Regions from separate parts of the Zea mays genome. Here regions 2 and 3 are each linked to region 1. Evidence: chromatin contacts called from public Hi-C data. All regions are on one chromosome and are shown on one strand. The core of a region is the stretch at or near the end of the contact, and the rest is flanking DNA. Distances in the headings are between cores, read along the strand shown. Region 1 holds the start of LOC100281271 (inhibitor of apoptosis-like protein). Region 2 has its middle 44 kb from the start of LOC100282091. Region 3 holds the start of LOC100277165.

What was found. A called contact is a pair of places that touch in the nucleus more often than the background predicts.
Region 2: a contact with region 1 is called in a Hi-C map of bundle sheath, with 3 times the contacts expected there. The contact joins the enhancer-like site here to the promoter of LOC100281271 in region 1. A contact is called at or near these places in 2 of 25 Hi-C or Micro-C datasets (bundle sheath and endosperm).
Region 3: a contact with region 1 is called in a Hi-C map of endosperm, with 3 times the contacts expected there. The contact joins the promoter of LOC100277165 here to the promoter of LOC100281271 in region 1. A contact is called at or near these places in 2 of 25 Hi-C or Micro-C datasets (bundle sheath and endosperm).

The regions. Positions count from the first base shown.
Region 1 is chr2:62,909,033-62,913,158 of Zm-B73-REFERENCE-NAM-5.0, forward strand. It overlaps LOC100281271 (inhibitor of apoptosis-like protein), which reads right to left and starts at 2,082. Exons shown (of 2, transcript NM_001154992.2): 1 at 1,543-2,082; 2 at 592-1,453. The coding sequence starts at 2,016. The coding sequence ends at 923.
Region 2 is chr2:63,309,203-63,313,328 of Zm-B73-REFERENCE-NAM-5.0, forward strand. No RefSeq gene overlaps it. Among protein-coding and RNA genes, the nearest start is that of LOC100282091, 44 kb to the left of the region's middle. Within about 2 kb of position 2,174, at least 19 of the 20 cell types and tissues checked have an H3K27ac peak or open chromatin away from gene starts, as enhancers often do. A contact at or near this core is called in bundle sheath and endosperm, where this site is marked.
Region 3 is chr2:62,556,492-62,560,617 of Zm-B73-REFERENCE-NAM-5.0, forward strand. It overlaps LOC100277165, which reads left to right and starts at 2,263. Exons shown (of 2, transcript NM_001327920.1): 1 at 2,263-2,341; 2 at 2,492-3,350. The coding sequence starts at 2,497. The coding sequence ends at 2,823.

The sequences.
Region 1 (4,126 bases), core at 832-3,331:
CCGCCTTTGCAGTCCTACCGTACCAGCAGAACTTTTGGGGCGTGTGATTAGCCATGAACCGTACTACTAGCTGGACCCCACCATGAGGAATCGCGTCCCCCACAACACGGCAAGCTAGCTAGCTACCAAGCAAGCAAGCACGCACGCACGCAGACTGATCCATCTGAGCCGTCTCGTGTACCGAGTCTCTGCTACACCCAGCGCGCGGTAAAAACCGACGCCACTTCTACGGACTGCCACTACTCGGTGACTGACCGACCGCAACGTAGTACGTTGGCCTTGACGGGACGGGGATGACGCACCGGACAAGTCAATTTTGTACAGACAAAGATCTGTCCCGGGAGTACCCTCGCGTCATTTATGCGGTGTGGGCGAGAGGAGAGACCAGCGCCCGCACGCAGCGCTGGTGGGACCACGCTGCCCATTCGGCAGATGCGATCCCCTCTACTGCTGGCCTCCATCCTGGCCGTGGACGATGTGAACAGTGCCAGATCGCCACTCCACGTTGGTAACATGATGCTTCAGTACAACTACAAGCAGATTTGGCGTCACGCTGAAACAATAATACATGTCGAGGGAAGCTCCAAGTATAGTAGAATACCATAGCTTTTCGTATCTAAGCTTTGGCCGATCTCCTCATTAATACAACAAGCCAACACTACCCCAAAAAAAAATACTACTAGCACATCTGAGAAACAAGGTACCAGAAAGATATTCCAGGGGAGAACAGAAGTTAGTGCCAATTACCAGTAGTACAGCTAACTGCGTCTAAAATTAGCCTACTATGCTGCAACTTGGAGCATCTCTACATTTACTACTCAACAAAGCTCGCCGCCTGACCCCGGGAGCCAGCGGATCTCATTGGACAACGAGTGCCGCCACCGCGCGGGACCAACACGCCGGCAGGGCCCCTCCCGCCTCGTCACAGCAGGACCTGGAGCGAGGCGTTCTTGCTAGCGCCGCAGACGGGGCACGCCTCGGCGGCGGCCTCGCACGCGCGGCACAGGCAGAGGTGGCGGCACGGGAGCAGCAGCACGGACGCGTCGCCGCCTCCGCAGGACTTGCACGACGGCGGCGAGGAGCCCCGGGACGCGGCGTCGCAGTCGTCGGCGACGGGGCCCGGCGGGGAGGTCTCGAAGCAGCAGGACCGCGCGTCCTCCGCCTCGCCGCCGCCAACGCCGGCGCCGGGCTGCTGCTGCTGCAGCAGCTGGTCCAGCGTGGCGCGGAGCCCCGCGGCGACGGCCTCGTGGCTCCGGGCGACGCCCAGCCACGCCTGCCCCTCGGCGGCCAGCTGCCGGAGCCTCTCCTCCAGCTCGGCGTTGCGGCGGCGGGCGCGCCCCAGCTCGGCCTCCGCCAGCCGCAGCCGCCCCGCCGCGGCGCGCTGCACGGCCGCCGCCACCGCGCGCGCGTGCCTCCGCCGAGCCTCCTGCAGCCCCGCACGCATCCTCTCGGTCTGCGGCAAGACCACGCGAGCAAGAGTCAGACAACGTGTGGGGGAGCTCGCCGGATCTGTCAAGACGGCAACGACTGACTACCACGCACCTCGAGCCGCACCAGCGCGTCGATCTCCATGCCCTGGCGGTAGAGCAGCGACAGGACGCCGTTGGTGGTGGCCGCCGCCCGACCACTGGTGGACGCCGCGCCGCACCCTGCCTCCCTGCTCTGCACGTCGCCGGCGAACACCTGGCCCTGCGGCACCGGCAGAACCAACCCCTGCTGGTGGGCATCATCCAGGAACCCGGGCGCGACGCGTGCACGCTTCCTCGGGAGAAACACGTTGCTGTTGTCGCCGCCGCCGCCGTTGCAGGTGAGCTCGCTGCGCGGCTGGGTGTCGCCAAACGCGGCGACCTCGAAGGGCGCCGGCGCCGGCGCCGGCGCGCACCCGCCGAAGCCGAGCTCGTCGAGGAACGCGGAGCCGCCGCCGCCGACCGTGGCGCCCTCCAGTGCCCTGAAGGCGTGCCCCATGTCGTGGGGCAGGAAGGCGGGGTTGAGTAGGTGCTGCGCCTGGACGGCCATGGACACCGGCCTTGTCTTTGCGGGAGAGGGGGAGGAGATGTGGTTACTGACTACTGGGTACTGGGTAGTGCAAGGGCAAGGGGTGGGAGGGAAGTTATATATACGGGGGGTCGGGCGGGGCGGGGAAGACACGTTGGGTGTGTGGGGCGCCTGCAAGGAGACAAAAGCTGCCGGTTTTTTGTTTATCTTGACGAGGAGAGGGAGGCAGGGCAAAGGCCCAGGCAGGCGGCAGGCGAACGGATTGGATGCTGCTGCGACCTCTCTTTTTCCCCGCCTTTAATAATGGCGATCGTTTACGCCGGAACCAATACCTTTTTTTTTATCCCGCCTCGCCTTGTCTGCGCCACCACGCTTCTTTTTCTTTTCCCGTCAATCTGTCATGGTTTTTCTTTTCCTTTCATTTTGTTGTCTGGCGATTGATTGGCGTGACCGTGATGCGAGACGTGGAGTAGAGTGGTGGTGGTCCTCGTGGACCAGCACACAAAGGGTGGCCTACCTACCTCTGGCCTCTGGTAGCATGCTGCCTGCTTGATGCTGTGCCTTTTTTTCTTTATTTGCTCGATTATGGTTGTATTTCTAAATTTTACTCTATAAATTATTGTTTAAAAATTTATTTACATAAAAAATATACTTTCTATATTTTTCAATCTTCAACAACTTTTTCTATATTTTATTTATACTCTAGAGAGTCTTCACGTTTCCTATCTTTAACTATATTCGAATAATCATTTAAATAAGATGTTAGAGTTTATTTTCTATATTTAAATGCTAATGGTCAGCATCAGAATGTCTAGCGTGCACCTAATATGGTGCATCTAACATGGCATCTGGATAGCGCTTAAAAAGAATGCGAGAGGATTTGCACTGACTAGACGTATCCAATGAAGCACCAAATATGACACTAGATAGGACATCCTAAGAGGGTTGTAGATGCGCGTGAGACACTGAGCACTCATCAGATGTATCTAATGAGGCACCAGATGCGACACTATACAAGACACTCATATATGTGTTGTAATGTGCACATCAAGCGGTGTACTCACTAGACGTGTCTTGTGAGGGTTCATTTATACCAAGAGATACTGATATAATAATAGGTAGTTTTTGAACTAGCCATTGAAGCTTGCATCGAACATGTACAATAGTGGAGGTATGTGTGCATTAGACATGTCTGGCTAGTTCTCTATCTTTGAGCTACATATATCTCTACATCTTGTCCATTTGAGGTCTTTTAACCATTTGTTCAGCTGAACAAAACCTATTAGAGTGAAAGCGAGAGCCTTTGCCTAGTGAGATAATTGATTTGATAATCGTGAAATTAGTGGTCTCATTAGTGTATTGCGAGTAGCGATACAAGTGTGCACCCACCATTCTCATTAGCCTTGGTCTAGTAAAGTGAGATTTTGTGCTTGTTATTGTTGATGATCGACATCACCTATATGGTTTGATGGTGATAAAAGTTTGGTGGTCACCCAATGAATATTATGTGTTGCGCAACTCAAGGTGCAAATAGTTGCAAGTGATTCACTATACTAGAGTGACGAAGAATTGATACGTAGATAGAACTTAACCTTGTGTGGTTCAATGAGAAGCGATACTCTTGTATGAGTACTATGATAAAGACCAGTAGGGAGTAGGGAGTGTCAACGGTTTGATACCTCAGAAAAGTTATCTCCTTATTTTAACCTTTCTTACTTTGAGTATTTATATTTGAGCAATTGAATGATTGCCTTTACGTTACTTGAATTTTCATATTATAATAAAGTTGGACCTATAGTGTGAAACTTTTGTGATCCAATAGAAAATATTTTTAGACACAAAAAAGAATAAAATAGGATATTCGATAGAATTTAAATACTGTAAAAAAATAGGTTGACCTAATTTACTTTTTTTACTTGAGCATTAAACTTCTTTAAGCTTGCATGGCGGTAGTGATGATAATGAGCTCTAAATTTTACCCTATAAAATTTAAGGATCAAACTTTATTCCTATTCATCTTGAACATTGAGATCCTGATCCATTACGTCCGTGTCGCAACCTATTTACACTCGACTCGAGTAAATGTAGGGGTGACAATGAGATCTAAATTTTACACTATAAGATTTAAGAA
Region 2 (4,126 bases), core at 924-3,423, 400 kb after region 1:
CCCAACCTAGCTAGTATAGTGTCAGTGCCTGTCACGACACGGCTATAATGTGTTTACATATATTGAGTATAATAATTTAACATATAATATAATAAAACTACAATTGCATTGACTAGGTCAGTGTGTTTAAGTCTCTCATACATGTGGTGCGTGTTCAAGCCCCCATAGCTACACATTTTTTTGTTAAATTATACAATATACTCAGATGGGCCAGCGTGCTATCAGGCCGGGTCGGCACTGTTAGCAGGCTGACGGGCCGTGCCTGGGCCGCTACCGCGGCACGTGGGTCCCTCCGGCACGGCACGATTTGCTAGCCGGGCCTGGTGGGCCGTGCCTAAAACGGGTCATGCCCAACACGGGCTGTGCCGGGTCAGGCCAGGCCGGCCCGTTTGGCAATATATACCTGGCGCGTGCTCTTGCGTAGGTTCTTTTCTTTTCACTTCCGGAGAGATTTATGCGTCGTTCGGTGGGCTTCTAATGCTACCTAGATGTGCCCTTCCACTGTTGCTAGTTTTGAGCTTGATCACAGACAATTTCCACTGCTGCTAGTTTATGTTTCTTGCCAAAAAGATAATTGTTCATTAAGGATCTTTAACAGATGTTTTTTGTTATTTTCTCGAGACCTAAATGTTCATCGACCAAACTTGTTTTTGTATCAGTGTATAATATTATTGTTACTGTTTTTGTATGTCGTAGACTATATTTTTGTATGTCATTGAAATTACCTATAAAATTATCACTGTGTATCAGTGTATATGTATGCAGTTGGCTTGATGTTAGACAATAAGCTGAACCTATGGGGTTTCTATGGGTTTCCACCCAATTACGGGTTGGTTTGGAGTCAATAATATTATTGGATGGGTTGGGTTTAATTTCTTTCTTATATTTTTGGATGGGTGTGGGATGAATATCAAAGTTATTAGATTTGTGTATGGGTGGGCGTGGGTTGGATTTTTTTGCCATTAGCAGGCCAGCCCCTAAATGTAAACACAATAATATATATGAGATATAAATTTAATAGTCTTATGTCTTCCGCGGATCAATGTAGAAAAATATGATTCTAGTTCGAGAAAAAGCATAAAGAATACTTAAAGAATAGAAGAATTAATTCAGTCTCCGAAAGGAGCCGTAGATATATCTATTATAAAATAATCACAAGTAAGATTGCACTTGATAATAACACTGATAATGATCCTCTAGATTGCTAGATTGAGACAATTAATAGTGTTGAGGTTGATGATGTTAATATGAATGCCACTACTATTAGCGCTAACTAGAATACTTGGCTTGATGGGCATGCTAGCGATTCTTTTTGGTCTGATATATTTGGCCTTAGATACCTGGATTTTCTTGATCCTAAATAAAATTATTTTTTGGCACAAAAGGAGACTAAACGAGAGAAATGTCCTACAGACAAACATTCTAAAAAGTTTTCTACGTTATCTATAATAAAATTCTATCAAATGGAAAAATATTATGATAGATATTGGCTTGCCTATTATAAGGAACTTGATAAAATCCTTTTGCATTGACCATAAATTTTATTCCTACGCAGTATATTGCAACTTTATGTTATTAAAGTTTTTTTTCTAGTGAGATAGGTCTCGTTCTAGAGTCTGGTACATGGACCGGCACGGTCCTGAAAATAGGATTTGGTTATTTAGAAACAGAGAGACTTGAGTCATATAATTATTTGTAACCCGGTAGACAAGGTTACGCTTATCACTTTATCAGCTTATGCAAGCACAGCACAGCCACGGCAAAGCTTTGACATGTGACCTTTCTTGTGCAGCCACGCGGGGACGCATGTGATTTGCTCTGGCCGCGGAAAGCTTTGCCCCCCTGGGTGGCTGGGTCCGATTCCGAGCAGCGATGTGCCGGCATAGCTTTTCCTCTCTCTCTCTCTCTCTCTCTCTCTCTCTCTCTCTCTCTCTCTCTCTCTCAATTCCCTCGCTCTCACAGTTTGCTCGCTCCCTCACGATTCACGATTCGCGTGGACCGGTCCAATCGATTGATGGATGATACTAGTGGGACGCACCGCGCACGGACGAATCCCGTGTAGCTTTCGGCTTTCCGATTGCCTTTTTCGCCGTTCCTGGCAGGGGACCCCACGGCCTGCTGATCATTCCGATCCCCACGACGGCGACGGCGAGACGTGCCAATGCCGGATAGGGGTGTGTGTGTGCGCCCCTGGCGGACAGGCAGGCAGGTGTCTGCCTCCGCGCGCGCGTGTTGACGACTGGACCAGTCAGTGGCCGCGCGTTGTCCAGAAGGAATTGAAAAAACGTTAGGTCCACATGGTGGACTCGTCCACCAGCTTATACCCACCCGGAAGGCCGGAACACACGAGTGAATGATGTTCGATTAATTAATTAACAATCTCGATTTGCTGTTCTTTTAGACGCGTTTGGTTGCGGGACAGCTAAAACAGAGACGTCTCTTGGTGTCCTTTCTCGTCCCTCCAATTTTAAGAGATAATTGAGAATAACACTGGGATAGTCCTGTCCTAACCTTTGAAACTTATTTGAGGGATCGTTTCATCCCATCCTGTCATTGCAATCAAACGCACCTTAATGACTATCTTGATGACTCATCTCGATTCAAATACAGGAACTGGACCTGATTAGCGGCTATGGTCAGAACTCGGATCAATCACGGTCATCATCGATTCAACTGTGCGCTGCGACATCAAGCAACTACTACCGGTAGGTGGTAGCTATTGACACGAACACGCGAGAGAATCCAAGTAAACAAGTGAAGGTAGGAATACGATTATATATATAGGATTGTATCCAAGAGGCAAGAGTCCAAACTTTGTCCGTGGAAAAAACTACAACCACGACTTTGATTTTTCTTGGCGAGACGGACCCGTGGCCGGGGCTGCAGATTTGCCTGGCGCCGGTGGCACCGCTCCCACTCTCGCAGTCGCACAGCAAACGCAGTGGCAGGTGGTCGTCGACGCCCCACCACGCACGTCGCACGGCACGGCGCGGATGCCATCATGCAGGGCAGGGCACCAGTCGCTGCGTACGTCGTGGGCTGCAGCAGGACGCAGCACTGTTGCTGCAAGTGGCAGGTGGTCACGCTCCTCCCCCCACGATACGCAACAAAGAGCAGCCGATTGATGCCCTTTCTTAGCTTTTCACTACAACTCAGACGTTATTAGCTTAATTAATGATATGGACACTTTACAAAGTTAATTAGCACGTACATCAGCAGTCGTCGACTCGTCGTTTGGTGCAGACACGCGCTCGCACAGCAGAGGAAAACAGTGGGACATCATAAATCAGTAGAGAAAAAACATATAAGCTACGTCCTTAGTACGAACTACAAAGAAAAGAAACTCTATAGACGTCTATCAGACCTGTCAGCGCGAAGAGCCAGTAGAAATAGTTATGTCCCACGGATGGCTAACTGAGAACCATCGGTACAAATTCTTTTTCAGAAAATATAAACCGGGTTGTAAAAATAGCAAAAATAATATATATTTTTTAATCACGGGAGGCCCCACCTGCTCTCATCTCTGCTAAAGTCACGACATTTCTCGCACAAAATTTGCACACTATTGGAACTTGCTCTCAATTGCAAGGAGGCCAACAAGGGTGAACAGTGGTGACAACAGAGTTACGTGCTAGAAGGCAATAGCTCTGTTAATCTGGCCTCCCACGGGCACTGTGCAGGGGTATTTATAGGTACCTGAGCGCCCAGCGCCTTGTGCTAAGAACGCATGTGCCCTCAGCTACCTAGATTATCCCCAGAATATTCCCATAAAGCGGGGTTACAGACCGTAATTACAGGGATGCCTTTACAAATTAGGCCCGTAACAGACGGCGGCCACGCAGGGCCCGTTACAATGGGCCGGATCGCACGCGGGCCTCTGAGCTGGACGAGGCCGCACTGTGGGATGACTTTGTCGCAGGTCTTCGTCTGGTGCCGAATCAGCGAAGGGTGTCCCTGCCTGTTTTGTCTCTGTCAGACCGGCGGCTGCAGCGAAGACTTCGAGCGAAGGGTGGCGTCTTTGCCTTCGCCCCAACACACACTACCAGGCCGGTAGGAATCAAACCGACGACCTCACTGTTTCACGTAGCCTTATTGAGAGTACCTAGATGGGGGTGAATAGGTAATC
Region 3 (4,126 bases), core at 1,013-3,512, 350 kb before region 1:
AGAATATATGTGCGAACTTTTTTTTCTGTTACTGCAAAAAAGAAAAAAAACAAATGAATCGCCTTTCCATTTTAGCTGTTTGCGAGATTATGGGCCTGTTTGGTTCACTACCTCAGTTGCCACACTTTGCCTAACTTTTCTGCCTAAGATTAGTTATTCATCAATTCGAACGACTAATTTTAGGCAAAGTGTGGCACATTTAGGCATTTAGCCACAAACCAAACAGGCCCTATATATTCTTTCGAAGCTGATGCCTCCAGTATTCCCGCGTAGAAAATTACTCTCCCGAATCTATCGCGGAGCTCCAAAAGTTACTCATCCAAAGCTCTCGCTACTGCCTTTTTCGCAATTTCGCATGCGGATGCCTGCAACAGCGCAAAAAGATTTGAACGATCGGGTCCCGTCCCGTGATCAGGGGCCTCAGGGCCTGTTTGCTTTCGTCCGTTCCCTGCCAAGATCGATGCCTTTTCCCAAGAAAAGAAGTCCTGGTCATGATAAGGTTATTATACTAGTAGCACGTACCCTGCAGCTGCAGCGGTCAGATTATTCCCCTCAGAATTCACATCTCCTTCCAAAATCCCTTCCCCACCCCGGTGCAGTATTCTGTGTATTCTAGTCCGTTTCCACGAGACTCGTGCGAAGCTGACGACGAGCGGCGGTGGTGTGGTGATGCGCAAGTGCTATAGCCTGATATATTTATTTGAAGCCTAAACCGCGTGAACTGATGATGATGGTACGGATGGTCTGCGCAAGGAAACCTATTGAAAATCGCCATCAGAGGAGAGAAAGCGGGCTATTTGAATCGGTTTTTTCCCTCTTTGAACTTGAGAAGCGGAATCAATCAACGGCGTCGTTGCTCGCAAGAGTGCGACGGCAGAGCCGCGATTCGGACCGGAGATGCCCACTCCGGGTAAGGTACTAAGGTGTTGACACCTTTGTTCTCTGGCGCCTTTGGATGAAACACGAAAGTGAAACCGCGCCTAGCTAGAAACGAATGGCTACTGGCCACTGCTCTCGGATCGGAAGGGAACGGCGCACTAGTGGCTTTCGGTTCCGAGAAAGGAGTCGTCGCGACCCGACGTGCCGCCGATGCGGCGTAAAATGACTCGCAGCGTGGCGTACAGTGGTTTGGCGTTTTGAGGTGCACAAATTTTAGCGGTGGGATGCGTCTCTGCGGCCTCATCATCTGCTGATCACAGACAAGTCAGCTGTGGCCTGTGGACTATACGTAGCCGCGTAGGGTACGTAGCTGCAGAGTCTCTCTCAGTTTTTTGTGTGTGGCTTTTGTTGAGGTGCATGGTGTGGCCAGTATTATTTTGCACTGCTTTTATTATCATCGTCCCGTCCGTCTCTTGGTCCGCGACGCGGTCATGCGGGAGACGAGCCGACTAGTGGAGCAGGAGCAGCTGCCTGCGACCACAAATGGACGAGTGTACCACACGCGAACGCCGCCCACGCGACGGAGGGACGAAGAAGCGGAACTCTGTCTGAGAGTATAATATTGTAGTATAGTGTTACGTTGGCGCGGCGCGGCGCGGAGGAAGTCGTCGGATGACTCGGATCGTCGAATCGAATCCTCTACGACACTACCACAGGCACCCACGCACGATGTATCTATCAATCGCTCAAGGTTTCCAAGGCCGAACGTGTCTGGACCAGCGCACATAGATTGGGAAACGATTTGTATATGAAAAAAAAAAGATTTGGATAGAGCGGCAGCAGCCAGCGGATTCATTCTAGAACCGTCCGCGCGTGGTCCCGTTGGCGTTTGCTCGCGACCGACGCGACGCGATCCGCACGCACCGGCAAGCCAGCTGCGCAACCCGCCAAGCTCCACAGCCCATCGTTTCCCGCCACCTCAAAGAAACCGCCCCCCTTTTTTTCTAATCAGAAGAGAACCGCCTGGGCGCTGGGCCGGCCGGAACGAGGGCACGGCCGTCGGCGTCGTCACTTTCATCCCTCCAGTTTTAGAGCTCTAAAAACTTCAAAATACTTTAGCTTATTTTAAAACTTCACCTAGCCAGAGCTTCTGGTCTAAAGTTTAGAGATCTGATAATGTTTTAAGAAAGAAAGCCCTAATCCGCTGGCGCCTTTGCTTAAAAAAAAAAAACCAGTGGGCTAGGCTAGTAGATGGGGCGGGGTGGGTCCACGAGGCCAGTGAGTGGGGTCAGGAGGAATCCTGGGCAGCGGTCCTGCCCGCGGGCAGTGCCGTGCCGTGCCACCCCCAGCATAAAAGCGAGGACTGCTCGGTCGCCGTGGTGCCGCAGTTTGCCGCTCTCGGCACTCGTTCGGCTTCCTCTCTTCTCTTTCCGGCCTATCAGCAGTCAGTTTCTCTCGTCTGGTAAGCTCCTTGGGACGCCTTCCTCCTATCCCTTTACTACTACAGTTCTTAACTCCTACCTAGGAGAAGAGAACTTCTCGTTCTAGATCCACTCAGCTTTTTATAAGAACTTTTTGTTCATTGGAGCCTGTGCTGCTTGTGGAGGTACAGTGCTGATGGCGTCCAACTACGTCGACACCGGGGCGGAGGAGGGCAGGTTCCACGGCCACCACAGCACGACGCCGACCAGCGCGGCGGCGTCGCCGAAGACGCTGCGGAGGAGCTCGTCGTCCGCCCACAGCCACGGCCACGGGCCCAAGTGCGTGTGCGCGCCGGCCACGCACGCAGGCTCCTTCAAGTGCCGCCTCCACCGCAGCAGCTCCCACGGCCACGGCCACGGCCACGGCAGCAACCCGGCGTCCCCTCCCTCCCCGGCCACCTTCGCCGCTGCGCCGCCGCCGGCCGCGGCCGCGTCCTCCTCCCGCACCGTCGCGGCGCAGTGACGGCGCCCCAAGAAACGCCGACCCAGCAGCAGTGAAGAGAGGAGAAGAGAAGAGAGAAACGGCAAAAGGGAAAAAGGAAAACACACTCTCTCTGTTATTATGCGACACGAGAAAGGGAGCTTATTTGTTCCTCCCTTCATCTTCACGTACGCCAACGGCAGAATTTCCCATTTCGTTTCACTTCCTCCTCCCCCCCTCGTCTTTTAACCTTTTTTGGCTGAGATATCCATCGATTCTCGCTGGAATGGTCTTCCCCTCCTTCGGTCAGAAGAAACCCTCCCTGGTTGTACTGTACTAGGCAATGCGCATCCTGCTAGATCGCCTCCGCTGAAATGGAAAGCGTATGTGTGATGGTGACATGAAGTTCACTTGTGTAATTATTACCATTTCAGTAAATCCATGCTTCTTGCAGGAGTTGTGATCTTGGTGGTGGGTCTGCTGATTACTCTTCCACCATTCCGTCGTGGAGGTCTTGAAATTGCGTCAATTATTCGCTATAAACAAGGATGACTGGCCAGGAAACAGTAACAGTGGACCGAGATCCAAAACAATTTTGGATGGTAAAACGTAGCAATCACACGACCTGCTTAGCACTGAAACGCTGGGATTCTTTGTTGAACGTAGCAATCTCACGACCTGCTTAGCACTGAAACGCTGGGATTCTTTGTTGGTTCGGTTCATCTCACCTACAAGTCTGGTCTGCTCTGTCAGTAGTAAAGTTCTGTCTGGCACGGATTGGTTATCCCGTGATTGTTTAGTGCTCATGTGATTGTTCTGCAGTGGTCTGACGGAGCCTGCATGGGTCCATGAGTCCATCCCGTCCTCACGTGTAAATGTCTCAGAGCTCCCCGGCCTCAACCCTGAGTCTGAGTGCATCGATCATATTGGCTGCACCTGTACCTGCAGACGCAGCATTCTGAACGATGGTAACAGGCATGTGCCATTAGCTGGAGGGGAACAGTGCAACCAACGATAGTGTGATGTGGCGCCGAGTCGCTGTAAATTGGTAGTGTCCGTCCTGTTGATGTTCACAAGCACACAGAAGTTATAGCTGGCAGAAGGCGGTTGGCATGTCAGGATCCGTAGCTGATCAGGATATTATTAGCCCTATCTTGCTTTAAGCAGCACACATGCCCCACGGTATCATAGTGCGCGTCGTTTGTGTCAACGGGATGATGGGTTTTCGGTTGGGCGCTGGTTCCTGTTATAACCTTTCTGGTGTTACTGTAACTAAAAACTTGAGCATGACATCATAAGCATTGGCATTGCATATGTTTAACACACCTAGAGTGCATTCACTAGG